Linked DNA regions of Mus musculus: region 1 is linked to region 2. A link is a contact called in public promoter capture Hi-C data. All regions are on one chromosome and are shown on one strand. Each heading gives the region's core, a stretch centred on a gene start, on an enhancer-like site or on the middle of the called end of the contact. The rest is flanking DNA. Distances are from core to core; before and after follow the strand shown. Region 1 holds the start of Pdia6 (protein disulfide isomerase associated 6). Region 2 overlaps Greb1 (gene regulated by estrogen in breast cancer protein).

Region 1 (6,684 bases), core at 1,343-3,842, 530 kb after region 2:
AAGGTTCATTTGGGTTACTAGTTACAGCCCATCCTCAAGCGACACAAAGGCAGGAAGCCGAAAACAGGAACTGAAGCAGAGAGCACAAAGGAACTCTGCCTCCTGGCTTGCTTCCTTGCTCCTGTTGTCACCTTTCTTATACAACCTAGGACCGCCTGCCCAGGGAAGGCTGATCCCTCCTCCATGTATTAGCAGTTAAAAAGGAAAAAGAGGTGCTTGCACAGACATACCCACTGGCCACACTGATAGAAGCAAATTTTTAATTGAGATCCCCTCTTCCCAGGTAACTCTAGCTGACGTTGAGCTGACAAAAGCTGACCAGCATAGACTGTTAATATCCTCTTTGCTTTTAATGAAAGGGAATGGTTCCTGCTTATCCTGGTACACATTTGCAAGCCAGTCTCCGTGTACAGTAGGCTTCATGGAAAGGTCCACGTTTGCCTTACTCTGCGACAGATTAGATGGGGACCTCATGAGTCATGAAATGGACCAGAACTATTACCACTATCAGGACTGGTTTTGAGTTAGGACTATGGTGTTGTTCACATAGCAGGCCTAAAGAGGTAGAGTCAGCTGGTAGCTTCAGAATGCACGCCCCTTTTTGACACGTTGTGGCAGCTTGATGGTTCATGTGAGGAGGAGGAGGCTGGGTTAAGGAATAAGAAATGAGGGGATCCCCTGCAGGTGATCAGAATTAAATTCCTACGTCTGGATGAAAACAGGATTTCATTCCCAGTCCTTATCCGTCAAGGGAAAGGATCTCACTGGAATTCCATTTTCTACAGCTGCATATTTCAGGGGGAAACACAGAAAGCTGAGGAAAGCCTCAGAAAAACAAGTAGCATTTCACCTCAGGGCCTTCCAGGAGAACACACCGCCCAACTATGTCTCTCTGCAGACCTCACACACCTCTGCTCTGACTCCACACATAGCTCTGTGATCACTGGCACCTTCCTGCAAAGGTGGAGCTAACCAAGGTTCCAGAGGGACTTCCTGTCCCAAAATAAGCAGTGTGCCTGCTGTGGACAGGAAAGCTTGCCAATGGCTTACAAGAGTCAGCCTTGTGGTTCTGGTGCTCCTTGGAGCCTCATTTGCCTGCCAGTCTCTCCAAAGGCACTCCTAGGGCTCCACCTTCCAACAGGGCACCACTTCTCCTGGAGCCCTTTGCCCAAGAGAGCTCTGGCCAGGGTCAGCGTTGTTTTGTCATTCAGTAAAAAGAAGCTATTATTGTTGTTAAAATTTTTATTAGCATTTAAAAAATTTAGACAGGATCTCATGTAGTCCAGGCTGGCCACAAACTGACTGTGTCGCCAAAGCTGGCCTTGAACCCCTAATTCTCTTGCTTCCTTTTCTTTAGCGCTGGCACTACAGGTGTGTTACTGTCTTAGTTGGGGTTACTGTAGCTGTGATGAAACACCATGACCAAAGCAACTTGGGGAGGAAAGGGTTTGGTTTATCCTTCCATGTTGATTATTCAAGAAAGTCAGGGCAGGAAGGCAAACAGGATGGGAACCCGGAGGCAGGAGCTGAAGTAGAGGCCACGGAGAGATGTGGCTTACTGACGCGCTGCTCAGGACTTACCCTCAACCTGCTTTCTTATAGAACCTAGGACCGCAAGTCCGGGGACCGCACCACTCACAATGGGCTGGGCCCTTTCAATCACTAATTGAGAAAATGTCCTACTGTTGGATCTTATAGAAGCTTTTTTTTTTGTTGTTTTTGAGGTTTCCTCTAGCTTGAGTCAAGTTGCCATAAAACTAGCCACCATAGTCACCATGCTGTGTTTCTGTGGTGCTAGGGATCCTAGCCAGGGCTTCACGCATGTTACTCAAGCACACCAACAGAAAGGCATCCCCTGCCATTATTTTTCTATTGTGTCTCACTCTGTTAGCCTTAAACACCTTTGTAAATATTGCAAAGCAATACATTTTAGCCCTCACCCCCAGAGCCAAGAACGATAAACCCCGCAGTTTATACTCTGAGGGTCTAGGGGCACATGAGTGAACAAGGCTTTGCAATCAATTTAACAAAATAAAGTTTGGAATGATACTATATACAGAATAAGTTTGGCAAATGGTTTTCACTGAATGCTGAGTCCGCGAACAAAAGAATAAATAAGGTCCCAAACACACTGAAGTCTTAGGACTATTCTCCCGACATAAAGGGACAGTTCAAGGAATGAGAGCTGGAAGGGGCCACGAGAGAGGCAAAGAGGAAAAAGAATGAAAGCCAGGAAGAAATGAGGACCCCTTAGTCCTGGGTTTTTTGTTTTGTTTCAGTTAACTCAGAAAAAAATTAGGGGAACAAGGGGTACCCCGCAGGAACAGGGCCGGAGGTCCCCTGACCCCGCCCCTTCATTCCCCGCCCATCCTCGCCCTGCCCCGCCCCGCTCCGCTACTCCGCTCGCCCCCACCCCCGAGGAAAAAAAAACAAACCGGTAACCTCTACCCGGCCGCTTTCAATTGGCCACGCACATGAGCGAAGTCCACAGAGACCAATGAAAGGCGGCCACGGCGTGGCGAGCCCTTCCGGCCCGCCTCCGCGCGCCGGCGCACCGCCCGCTAGAAGCCGAGGGCGGGACGTGGGCGCGGCAGAGCCGAGGCAGCGGCGGCACGGACAGAATGCGGGTGATCGGCATGGCTCGCCTGGTGCTCGGTAAGCGCGGGCCTGTGGTGGGAAGCCGGTCGGAGGCAGCCTGAAGGGCCGGGGCCGCGAAGCAGGGCCGAGTGGAGGGACGAGTTGCCGGGCCTGCCTGGGGACTTCGCGGCGAGCTGGGTGGGAGAGGCCAGGTCGGGCCCACTACGGGAGGCCCCGGGGAGTCGGAGACTTGCAGCCTCTGCTCCCCACGAGTGCGGTCCGCCTCCGGTCCAGCTCAGCCTTCACTTTTATAGGCAGATAGCAGAGGCCTGTCCCGAAGGTGTCTTAGAAGTGGGCAGTGCCCACTGACCAAGGCCTCACAACTCCTGAGCACTTAAAATGCCTTTGGTCGTCCACCCAGGTGTCCGGGAATGATGTTTAGCGACTCGTGGGCGAATCTGAGGGGCCCTCATCTCCCGGCTGTCCTTGTAAATGGGCCTATAGTTTTTGACATTAGTTAACTCAGCTGATCCTGGCTAGAAAGTAGGAGAGGGAGGTGGATCCCTACACCACTTCTCCCTCCATTTACTAGTTGAGACCCGGAGCATATTTTCTCACTGCTCTGCCAGCTTTTTTCAACCGTGTTCGCCCCATGAGCTATAGTACATATTTAAAGAGAGTAAGCAAGAAAAATACTACTTTCTGGGTTACTGTAGAGAGCAGATGAGAGGGAAAGATTTAATCTTTGGTTTTCCAGTGAGTGCCTGTGAAAAAGTGATTCTATCAATTAACTCATTATTTTAATAAGGTAGTCAGCCTTTTTTTTGGCTACCCTGCTGCCAGCGGCTGCCAGGCAGAAATGTTACTGGTGTGAATTTATAACACCCTTAACTGCTACAGAGATTGAATGGGAAGCCACAGATGGCAAAACCATCTGCACGCATAGATTGTGGACCCTGGGAGTTCTTTTTTTCCCGGTGGTGCTCATTATCACTGTGTAGAGTGGCCATGTGAATTTTAGAAGCAGGATTTGATGGGTCAGCATTGACCTATTCAGCCATAGTAAACCACCACCACCACCCCGGGTGGGGGTGGGGCTGTTGCTTGGAGAGCAAGTGCAAGGAACAGTGTATTTGATTCTTCCTAACCCTGTTAGATCATCTTAGAGCCATCAGTTGGTAGGCTGAGGCAGAACTGGGTGGTTCCACTTCTCTTGGCCATTAGGGCATCAGGGGAGCAACATGTTCTCTGCAGGCTCCCACAGGGATGGAGGCTCCATGCCTCAGGAAGGCATTCCTCTTCCATGGCTGATATAGTAAGACTTCTGTCTTTACACTTTGCCTAGTTCCTTGAGAGCTTCTCTTAACAGATGGCTACCCTATCAAAGGTCTAAGACCTAAGCACCTTAAAAGTTAGGGTGGCCATCAGTCAGAAGTCGATTATAACAAGGTTACATGGGAGATGATTGGTAGTCCGTAATGACTTTACCTTCCAAGTGTCTATAACTAGACTTTTTTTTCTACCTTTCAATTTTCACAAGACTCAGTGTATCAAACAAATATGAATTCATGACAATTTCTTTTTTTTTTCTTTTTTTTTCGAGACAGGGTTTCTCTGTGTAGCCCTGGCTGTCCTGGAACTCACTCTGTAGACCAGGCTGGCCTCGAACTCAGACATCCTCCTGCCTCTGCCTCCCAAGGGCTGGGATTAAAGGCGTGCGCCACCACTGCCCAACTTCATGACAGTTTCATAAACAAGATAAACTTACTAGGCATAGTAGCATGTGTCTTTAATCCCAACACTCTGGAGGCAAGCACTACTATTCCTTTCAGCGAGCATTACCATCCAATAGAAATACAATGCAAACTGTGTGTAATATCCTAAGTTTTCTAGGAGCCACAAATAAAAAGGCATAGCAGAACAGCTAACAGTGTTTTGAACTAAGTTTACATAACAACTGCATTTACGGTGGCAAGCCCACTGGATTATATCCCCCTAATGATGAGCTAGCTGTCCCTGTTTGTAGCTTTGACCTGGTGGTGAGATAGTCTCCGTGTGTGCTTCTTAGTGCACATCCTATCTTTAAGCCACACTCATGGGTTAACATCATGATTCCAGCATATAACCAGTGAGAGAATATTAATAGAAATTTGTTTCTGTTTTTCTTCAAGTCTTTGGAACCAATATGTTTCCTTACCATTGGAGAAGCTTTCAGTTTGCGGTAGCCACATGTGGCTGGTGGCTTTCAGAGGGGATAATAGTTTGAGGGAACAGCCCCACTGGCTGAGCCAGCATCGAAACATACTCATCCTGCCCCACTTAGTGAAAATAGTGGAAGCCTTGCAGAGCTCCTGATTCAGGGCATCTTGTTCAGACCCTCAGTGTCCTCGGCCTCTCCCACTATGCACACATATCCACGCAGACCACTTGCATCTCTAGGGAGATGCGTCCCTCCACCCCACATGGCTCTTGCTCTTCCCAGGTCTTCACAATGAAACTCATGTAAACAGTTGTCTGTGTTCTCTGGACTTCTTCCCTCCGCTTGTCCAGTCCTCTGTCCTCTGCTGCTGGTTCTTTTCACTATCACAGTAGCCCAGGTGCTCACAGACAACAGTGTCATTAAACATAGCAGCTTCAGCCCTCCCTGCTCTGCCTTCTGGTTGTATGTTAGCTGTTAAATTCAAATGTAGTGTACTTCTTAGACATTTAGATTAGCATATACTCACAGTACAGAGAGTAGCTATTGTGTGACATTCTCATGCATGTATGTAGTGTACTTTGACTATATTCACTACACTCAACACATTACCCATTGTTGTTCCCTCTCTCTCGGGTCCCATTCCCCTTTCTCGATAGTTCCTTCTGTGATATCTTTGTATTTGTGTGTGATGTGGGCATATTTGGCACATTCTCTTGAGTGTAAAGGTGTCTGAACCCGCAGAGGCCAAAGGGACATGTTGAGTGTCTTCCTCTATCTACCTATTCCCTTTAGAGAGGGTCTGTAACTGAACTAAAAGCTCTCTTTTCAGCTGGCCAGCAAGCTTTCAGGATCCTCCTACCTCTGCCCTCTCCTTCTCCACAATGGGGTTGCAGACATAAAACCATGCTCAGTTCTTTATATGGTCACTAAGGGCACGTGGATGGTTATGCTTGCCTAGCAAGTGCTCTTATTCACTGAGCCATCACATCTGCTTTCACATCTTTTTTTAAAAAAACAAAGCAAAAACCTAGGGGCTGGAGAGATGGCTCAGCGGTTAAGAGCACTGACTGCTCTTCCAGGGGTTCTGAGTTCAATTCCCAGCAACCACATGGTGGCTCACAACCATCTGTTATGGGATCCGATGCCCTCTTCTGGTGTGTCTGAAGACAGCTACAGTATACTTATATATAAAATAATAAATAAATCTTTAAAAAAATCAACTGGATTCCATCAGATATAATGTTCTTAAATAATATATCTGTTTATTCATGCCAAGACTTACTGAATCAACAACTTGGAAACAGGAGTTAGAGAGCTACTCTGATATATTTGCATTGAATATACATGGTCCTTTTCTTCTTGTGGTTGCTTATTTTTTAAAAAAAATGAAGATTCCTAGATTCTGGCTAGCTGTGAAGACTCAAGTGGTTGCACTCAGAGTTAGAAGCAGCAGCTGTAATGGTTGTGAGTTCTATGCCCTTCATGCTCAGTACTACAGCGGGAAGAAGGAAAGAGCTGGAGGGAGGCAGGCCTGGCCACCCTCTTCTGCAGGGGCTTTGGGTGGGGGAGAGCCTCGTGCTGGGGACTGTGCTGACACTGCTGTGTTTTTGTCGTCTGTTCAGGTCTGGTGAGCTGCACCTTCTTTCTAGCAGTCAGCGGTCTGTATTCTTCTAGTGATGATGTCATCGAGTTGACGCCATCAAATTTCAACAGAGAAGTTATTCAGAGTGACGGCCTGTGGCTTGTAGAATTTTATGCACCATGGTATGTATTATAAAATAGTTATACTTTTTAAAGACTTACTTGGTTTTTGTTGTTCGTTTGTTTGAGACAGGATCATTAGCCGTGGCTGACCTGGAACTCACTCTGTAGAGAAGGCTGGCCTTGAACTTGTTGAGATCCGACTG
Region 2 (6,499 bases), core at 3,186-5,685:
GTGGATGACTCCCCAAGGTGCACACAGACTCAAGCTCACGTTCACTTCTCCTCTAGCCACCACAGCTGCACATGTCTGCCCGGGTGCGAGGGAGTTGCTATGGATATGGAAGCTTGCTAAAGACTGACCTCATAGCCTCAACACCACATAGTAGGCATTCTGAAAACATTCATATGTGATATTCATCACAATGTAACATGTAACCTGTATCACAAATAAGGAACCTAGGACTGAGAGAGAGCCACTGGGCCACAGCTGGTCAAGGACCTGTGGCTGTGCCTGTGGGTCTACAGATGTCCCTAGTGTTCTTGAAAACATAAGTAGCATGAACTGCCTCAACATTGCATAAGGGAGCTGCTGAGCTTTCCACTAGAGTTCATCCAAAAAAATGCATATATTCATTGCTGGAAATGCAAACCTACACACAGGGGAGGGCGGATTCCATAACATTCTAGAATAAGGCCAAACATGCTGTTGTTTCAAGAAAGGAGGAACAGCAAATGTGAAACTGGTGGGGAGAGTCCTGGCCTTGAGCACCATTTCTCAATGTGGTGAGCCCCCCTGACTCCTGTCTTCCCTTACTGACCCAGCACCTAGCAAGATTCTCAGTGCAAAGGTCACACTGAGGAAAGAGCAGCTCACTGTTCCAAGCGAGGGTCAGCCTTTCCTACAGTTGGGGAAAGCAGGAGGTTCACAAAAATGAACTTTTCCAAGGCTGCTGACATTTAGTCCTTCCAGTGTCTTTTCTCCTAGTGTCTTAGGTAAAAATACTTCTCAGTATATCTTTACATTTCAATTACCAAACAGCACATAGATTAACTTGTGGGAAGGGTCCTTACAAGCACCCTTAAATTTGGCTGTCTCCTCTCTTTTTTGTTACCCGGTCTCTTACTGCTGGCTTGTTTTTAATGACTCCTACTGTTCTCATACTTGGCTCTAATATCCTCCCTCCCTCCAAAGGTTTTAGGTTAACAATAAAATTATGTGTAATGGAAAAGTCTAGACCACAGCTCTGGGAAGCCACAGTTCAGTTCTTAGTTTGTTGTTGCCGGTGTGGCCATGGGACACTCAACTTACCTCTCTGTGCAAAGCACATTGGTGAGCCCTAAGGCCATTGTGTGTTGTAATATTCTAGAACAGCAATTCCTAACCTGCCAGTCACAACTCCCACAGGGGTTGTATATCAGTACAACAGTATAACAGTAGCAAAATCAGTTATGAAGTAGCAACGAAAATAATTTTATGGTTGCAGGTCACCACAACATGAGCAACTGTATTAAAGGGTCACAGCATTGGGAAGACTGAGAACCACTGTGCTAGAAAAGGTGGCACCTTAGAATAATATCAAGTTTTGTACCTATAACTGTACAAGCTACTGGGGACATAACGTGACGGGGGCCAAGACCTTGAGAAGGAAATAACAGCTCTCTATCCTTCCTGGTTCCCTGGACCTTGTGGGTGCAGAACACACAAAGACCAAATGGTAGAAAAACTTCGGAAAGATTGCACATGACAAGCAGGCTGGGAGGAGTGAGCCCAGCAGCCTCATCTCCTCGGCATCTTCCTGTGCCTACAGTAGGCACAGGTTAGCCCCTGCACCAGGTCTCAGAGTCTCACCAGACTCCAGGCACCAGCATCCAGCATGACAGCAGATGCCACAGGTCCCACGGGGCTCTGATCTAGCTCTGCACAGACCCAGCATGACACAGACTCCAGTATTGGAGTGGAAAGTCATGCAAGATCCCCAAGAACCAAAAGCGAACACCCCCAAAGTCAGAGGCATGGATCAGCCACAGAGAAGAGGATGGGCATTATTCTGCTAAGCCCGATGAACAGACATTCCAACACACTTAGACAGAAACAAGAGATGAGGGTCTTAAGCCTCAGAGAGCCAAAGGGCTCAAACTGTAGGCAGGGTTAAAGGTCAAAGGTCTGCGGCAGACTTTCCGGACTTTGATGGGCTTTTCAGGCAGCACAGGCCTGGAGCAGACTAAACAGACATGTTTACAGAGGTCTCCTGGCAGGGTGAGAGCCTTAAAGTGGTCTTAGACAAAACCATCAGGGCTTAGAGCAGTAATAATAAAACACAAATCCGAGGACCCCATAGAGCCCTGACCACAGGCACATAAGGCCATTTACTCTGGTGTTTCTGCTCCATCTCTTCTCCTGTCATGAGATGCTCATCATTCTGAGCAGGCGGGATTATAGAAATTGACCTGCATTCCATGCAAATGGTAAATTTGTGATGCCTAGAACTGATGCAGTTATTTGTCTTGTTGCGCTTTCTCTTCAAAAGTCAGCCTTGTGTAAAAGGATTTTCCCCTAAAGGGGGTAGTAGGTAAGAGCCCTAATTCAAAGAACAAAGCTATAATAAGGCTCCTGCTAAATTACCCCCACAAATACATAAAATGTTACCAGATCCCCGGGTGTTTAGTGTCCCGGCACCTTGGTCATAGGCATCATCAACAACAGTATTGTCTGAGGAAGGCCAGCCATCAGATAAGAGACCCTGACAAGAGACAGACAGACAAAACAAGACGGGGCCCCCCCAAAAAATGCCTGTCTGCTCCAAAGTTTATGATGCAGAAGATATGGCCCAAGCTTAGTATTTGGTTTATGGTGGCATTTAACAAACCCAAAGGTCGCCATCTTCCACTGAATTTTCAGGCTGACTTTTGCAACTGGATAAACAAGATCCCAGGGGATGGTTCCAGGCTATTCACTGCAGAGAAAGGAAAAGCGCAGAGGGGCTGGGTCAAGTCATCACCCACACTCAAAGGCTCAGCAATCCCACTGACATCTGGCAAGGAGCTTGGGACACTCGGCACCCGAGAAATCAAACTCATAAGTCTCAGCTCTGTCCCTGGGGGCTGGGATGAAGCTCAGTGGCAGAGCATTAACAAGCAAGTAGGAACTCCTAGGTTCTAGCAGAGTCAGGGTGGGGGCTGGGAAGTGTCCCTAGAAAATGCCACACTCTGAACAAAGAAGAGATCCTAATAGAGGGGGCCAGTCGGCCACCTAGGGAGATCTTCAGCTTCAAGAGAAGGTAACTGGGAGCCCCCACAGGCTTTCTGCTGCTCTCTGTTCCCCTGTGAGCAGCCAGCTAGCAATTCTGCGACCCCTCAGAATCTCCAAGTCACCTTGGGCCTCAGCAATAGCAGGTGAACGGATGGACTGTAGATTTTAGGGCACTGTTGGAGTATTCTAAATTATCACCAGCATGATTGCTGCTCTCAATTTGACACCAGCAAGACTTGTCAACTCCGTAAGTAGTTAAGGAGGTCCCTGGAAATTGTATTTCACAGAAACCTTTCACCTGATCAAAAATGGGATCAATTAAATAATATCCAAGGACTTCTCTATGCCCTGTGAGGTCAGACACTTCCTATGCCAGAAAACATGAGGACTCTCTTAATGACTATCAGAGAATTCCATGTTGTCCTGACAGCACCGGTCACAAGCTACAATCTCTTAGACTTAGACCCAGGTTGGGGTCTTAGATCTTTATCTGTGCCATTTGCAAGGAGGCTCTGTTTGCCCTCTCAGAAAAATAAGAGATTTCAGGCATCCATGGGCCTGCTCAGCACAGAGTTTCTTCAAGACAGGCAAGCCACACACTGTGCCCTAAAGCCCAACATAGTACAAACTTGACAGACATTTTTCTTTCCTTTTTAATGATTTTTTTCCACTTTAAAACCATGACCTTTTCTACTTCAAAAACTATTTACATTTCTGTGTAATTTCAAGCAAAGAGCATAAACTTACATATAAATAAATAATTCTAGACTAGTAGCCGTTCATCCTGTGGATTGCTTCAGGCTTACTTACGTGACATGAAAACACAGTTTACCTTCCAGATAAGGGGAATTCTCAAGTCCTCCACATACTTACAGATCATTTATTAACTTAAGTCTTGGTACATGTAAAATTCAAAAAGGTTTTCTGTTAATTTCTTTTAAGCTTTTGTGAGACTCTTACACCTGTTACCACACAGAGACATAACCTCTAAATGATTTTTACAAAGATAAGAACATGAATCGCAAGAGGAAAAGAAAGGAAATACAGAGCTGAGGGCCAGACGTATTAAAATCCCTTACCAACAAACTATCTCATCAGATATAAATAATGCTTTTGGGGGAGCCCAGCATACAGTGTTCTCCCTGTCTCTTATGAGTCCAAGATTTTTCTTCTTTGTATTTTTTAGCCTGAAACTTACCTTTAAACAAATAAAAATATCTGTGTGCAACTTTCATTCTTTTTCACTAGACTCTAGATCTTCTGAATAGGGCTGTCGTTAACGGTAGCCACACGTAATAAAAACTGCACACACACCAACATAAGAAATGTATGATTCTTACCTTCTAACGATGACAGCTGCTGCTCAGCCTCCAGATACAGCTGCGAGAAAATGGGCCGGGGCACCAGGGTGTTGGAGCGTAAGGAAGCCTCGATGGAGTTGTGGAGGACCTCTTCAAACCGTGTGCTCTTTAGCTGGCCAGCATAGGAATTGCCCATCTCCGGAGCACAAAGAAGACAGAGTCTTCTGGTTAAAATGACATTTCAGTTCTGCCTAGAAGGGCTGACTCCTCACAAAGCCCGACAAAGAGGCAAGCAGCAGCAGCAGCAGCAGCAGCAGCAGCAGCAGCAGCAGCAGCAGCAGCAAGAGGGGACGGGTTGCAGCCTCTGCTCAGCACCAGACAGGAGAGGGCGGCTCTCCACAGCTCCTGCCAGGCAATTACAGGAAGTTATATAAGTAACAACCCCCACTGAGTCCACACTCAGAGAGCCCACTGCCTCTTAGCGTATCCCACAAAGAAGAGTTTAGGCTTTCCTGATTTCCCCCAGAGATAGGATCCTGCCTCCAAGGGTCCCCAGGCAAATGAGATTAACTTTTGCCAGAAATGGCTACTCATATCTGTGATAACGTGAGAGCATGAGCCCAGGTTTTAGGATTACAGGAGACATGCATGTGCACACACACACACACACACACACACACACACAAACACACACACACACACACACACACACACACACCCCTAAAGGCAGGATCAGCAGACTCTATCTCTGCTGTTTCTGGTAAAAGGCTGGCTGTTAAAATTCTCCCTTTAAAGTCCAAAGGGTTTTCAACCTGTGGGTCACAACCCCTATGGGGTCCAAACCCTATAGGTTGCCTAAGACCATCAGAAAAAAAAACTGCACATTTACATTACAACTCATAAGAGTAGCAAAATTACAGTTACAAAATAGCACTGGAGCTAATTTTATGGTTGTGGATCATCACAATATGAGGAGCTGTATTAAAGGGTCTCGGCACTGGGACGGTTGAGAACCACTGATATGACTGTATGTTAGCTTATTGAACATCTTTATCATAAGGAGTAATGCAGAACAATCCCAGAACCTCTGAAAAGAAGAGGAAACCACTGATACTTCCAGCCCCCCAAGACAATCGGCCTTGCTTTATCTGTGGTAACTTCAAACTAACTCACACACCAAAGTAGACAACTCATTGGTTTGTACTGTACTCTCCATGTTGTGCAACTGTGACATGACCAGTCTGGATGTCCATCATCCCCAGAAAGAAGTGTCAGAGCTGTCACCCCCCAGCCCTGCAACAAGCTTGCTCTCTGTCACTGCAGATTTTCCTTGGTCTGTCTACTGCACGTATGGAAGCATTGGCCAGGAAGCCTTCTGCCAACGGCTTCTTCCACTTAACACAGAGGCTCCAAGATACAAATGCATCATGGTAAGCAGGTGGCAAAGGAGGGGCCCACCTTTAATCCCAGTGCTCAGGAAGCAGAGGCAGGAGGATCTCTGTGAATTTGAGACCAGCTTGGTCTACAAGGCAAGTTCCAAGACATCCAGAGCTACACAAAAAAGCCCTGTCTCAAAAAACAAAAAACAAAAACAAACAAACCCAAATGCATGGTAGTATATGAATCAGCAGTGTGCTGCCACAGGGATTTGTCTGTTTGTTTGTTTTGTTTGCAGGCCTGAGGATGAAACCCACAGCTTCTCACCAGCTAAGGGAGAGCACATCCACTGAGCACATGAACCAGCCCTGCCACTGTGCTGTTTTTGCAACCTTCACTCTCTTCAGAACTTTGGCTGGGAAGGGATGGGGTACCCACAGAGTGATAATCATATATAATTACTTCACTTGATATACACTTGTCTCTCATTCCCCTTACACATGCTTTTAAAATCACTTTAATGGCTCATAACATCTTACTGAGAGAAAACTCAGGCACTTGCCCAAACACTTCTCTGATTTGTACTTATGGTTCAATGTCTGCTTTTGAGCCAAGAGCAAGCACTCAGTGTCCTATACCCTCCTGATGGCTTCTAGTCTTTGGCTCTGACATTAATGTTAGCATTGGGTTTATATTTCTTCCTTCCTGCTTCCTTCTAGTCTCATCTGTTGAATTCCTTCCAATTCCTAGAAAATAACTGCTTGTTCATGACTTCAGCAATAGGGACATGTAAGGCCACACTG

The links. Promoter capture Hi-C pulls out the DNA fragments that hold promoters and counts their contacts.
Region 1: a contact with region 2 is called in a promoter capture Hi-C map of the 3T3-L1 cell line, with 4 times the contacts expected there. The contact joins the promoter of Pdia6 here to the enhancer-like site in region 2. A contact is called at or near these places in 8 of 39 promoter capture datasets (the 3T3-L1 cell line, the C10 cell line, the HPC-7 cell line and 4 more), 20 of 484 Hi-C or Micro-C datasets (3T3-L1-derived adipocytes, the C2C12 cell line, the G1E-ER4 cell line and 14 more), 5 of 115 datasets of contacts at active chromatin or transcription factors (embryonic limb bud, embryonic midbrain, large pre-B cells and 2 more) and 1 of 9 other capture datasets (liver).

What each region holds. Positions count from the first base shown.
Region 1 is chr12:17,263,997-17,270,680 of GRCm38.p6, forward strand. Pdia6 (protein disulfide isomerase associated 6) reads left to right here and starts at 2,593. Exons shown (of 13, transcript NM_027959.4): 1 at 2,593-2,655; 2 at 6,400-6,541. The coding sequence starts at 2,637.
Region 2 is chr12:16,735,531-16,742,029 of GRCm38.p6, forward strand. It overlaps Greb1 (gene regulated by estrogen in breast cancer protein), which reads right to left. Exons shown (of 35, transcript NM_015764.4): 4 at 4,359-4,724. The coding sequence starts at 4,515. Among named protein-coding and RNA genes, the nearest start is that of Greb1, 62 kb to the right of the region's middle. Within about 2 kb of position 4,436, at least 14 of the 459 cell types and tissues checked have an H3K27ac peak or open chromatin away from gene starts, as enhancers often do.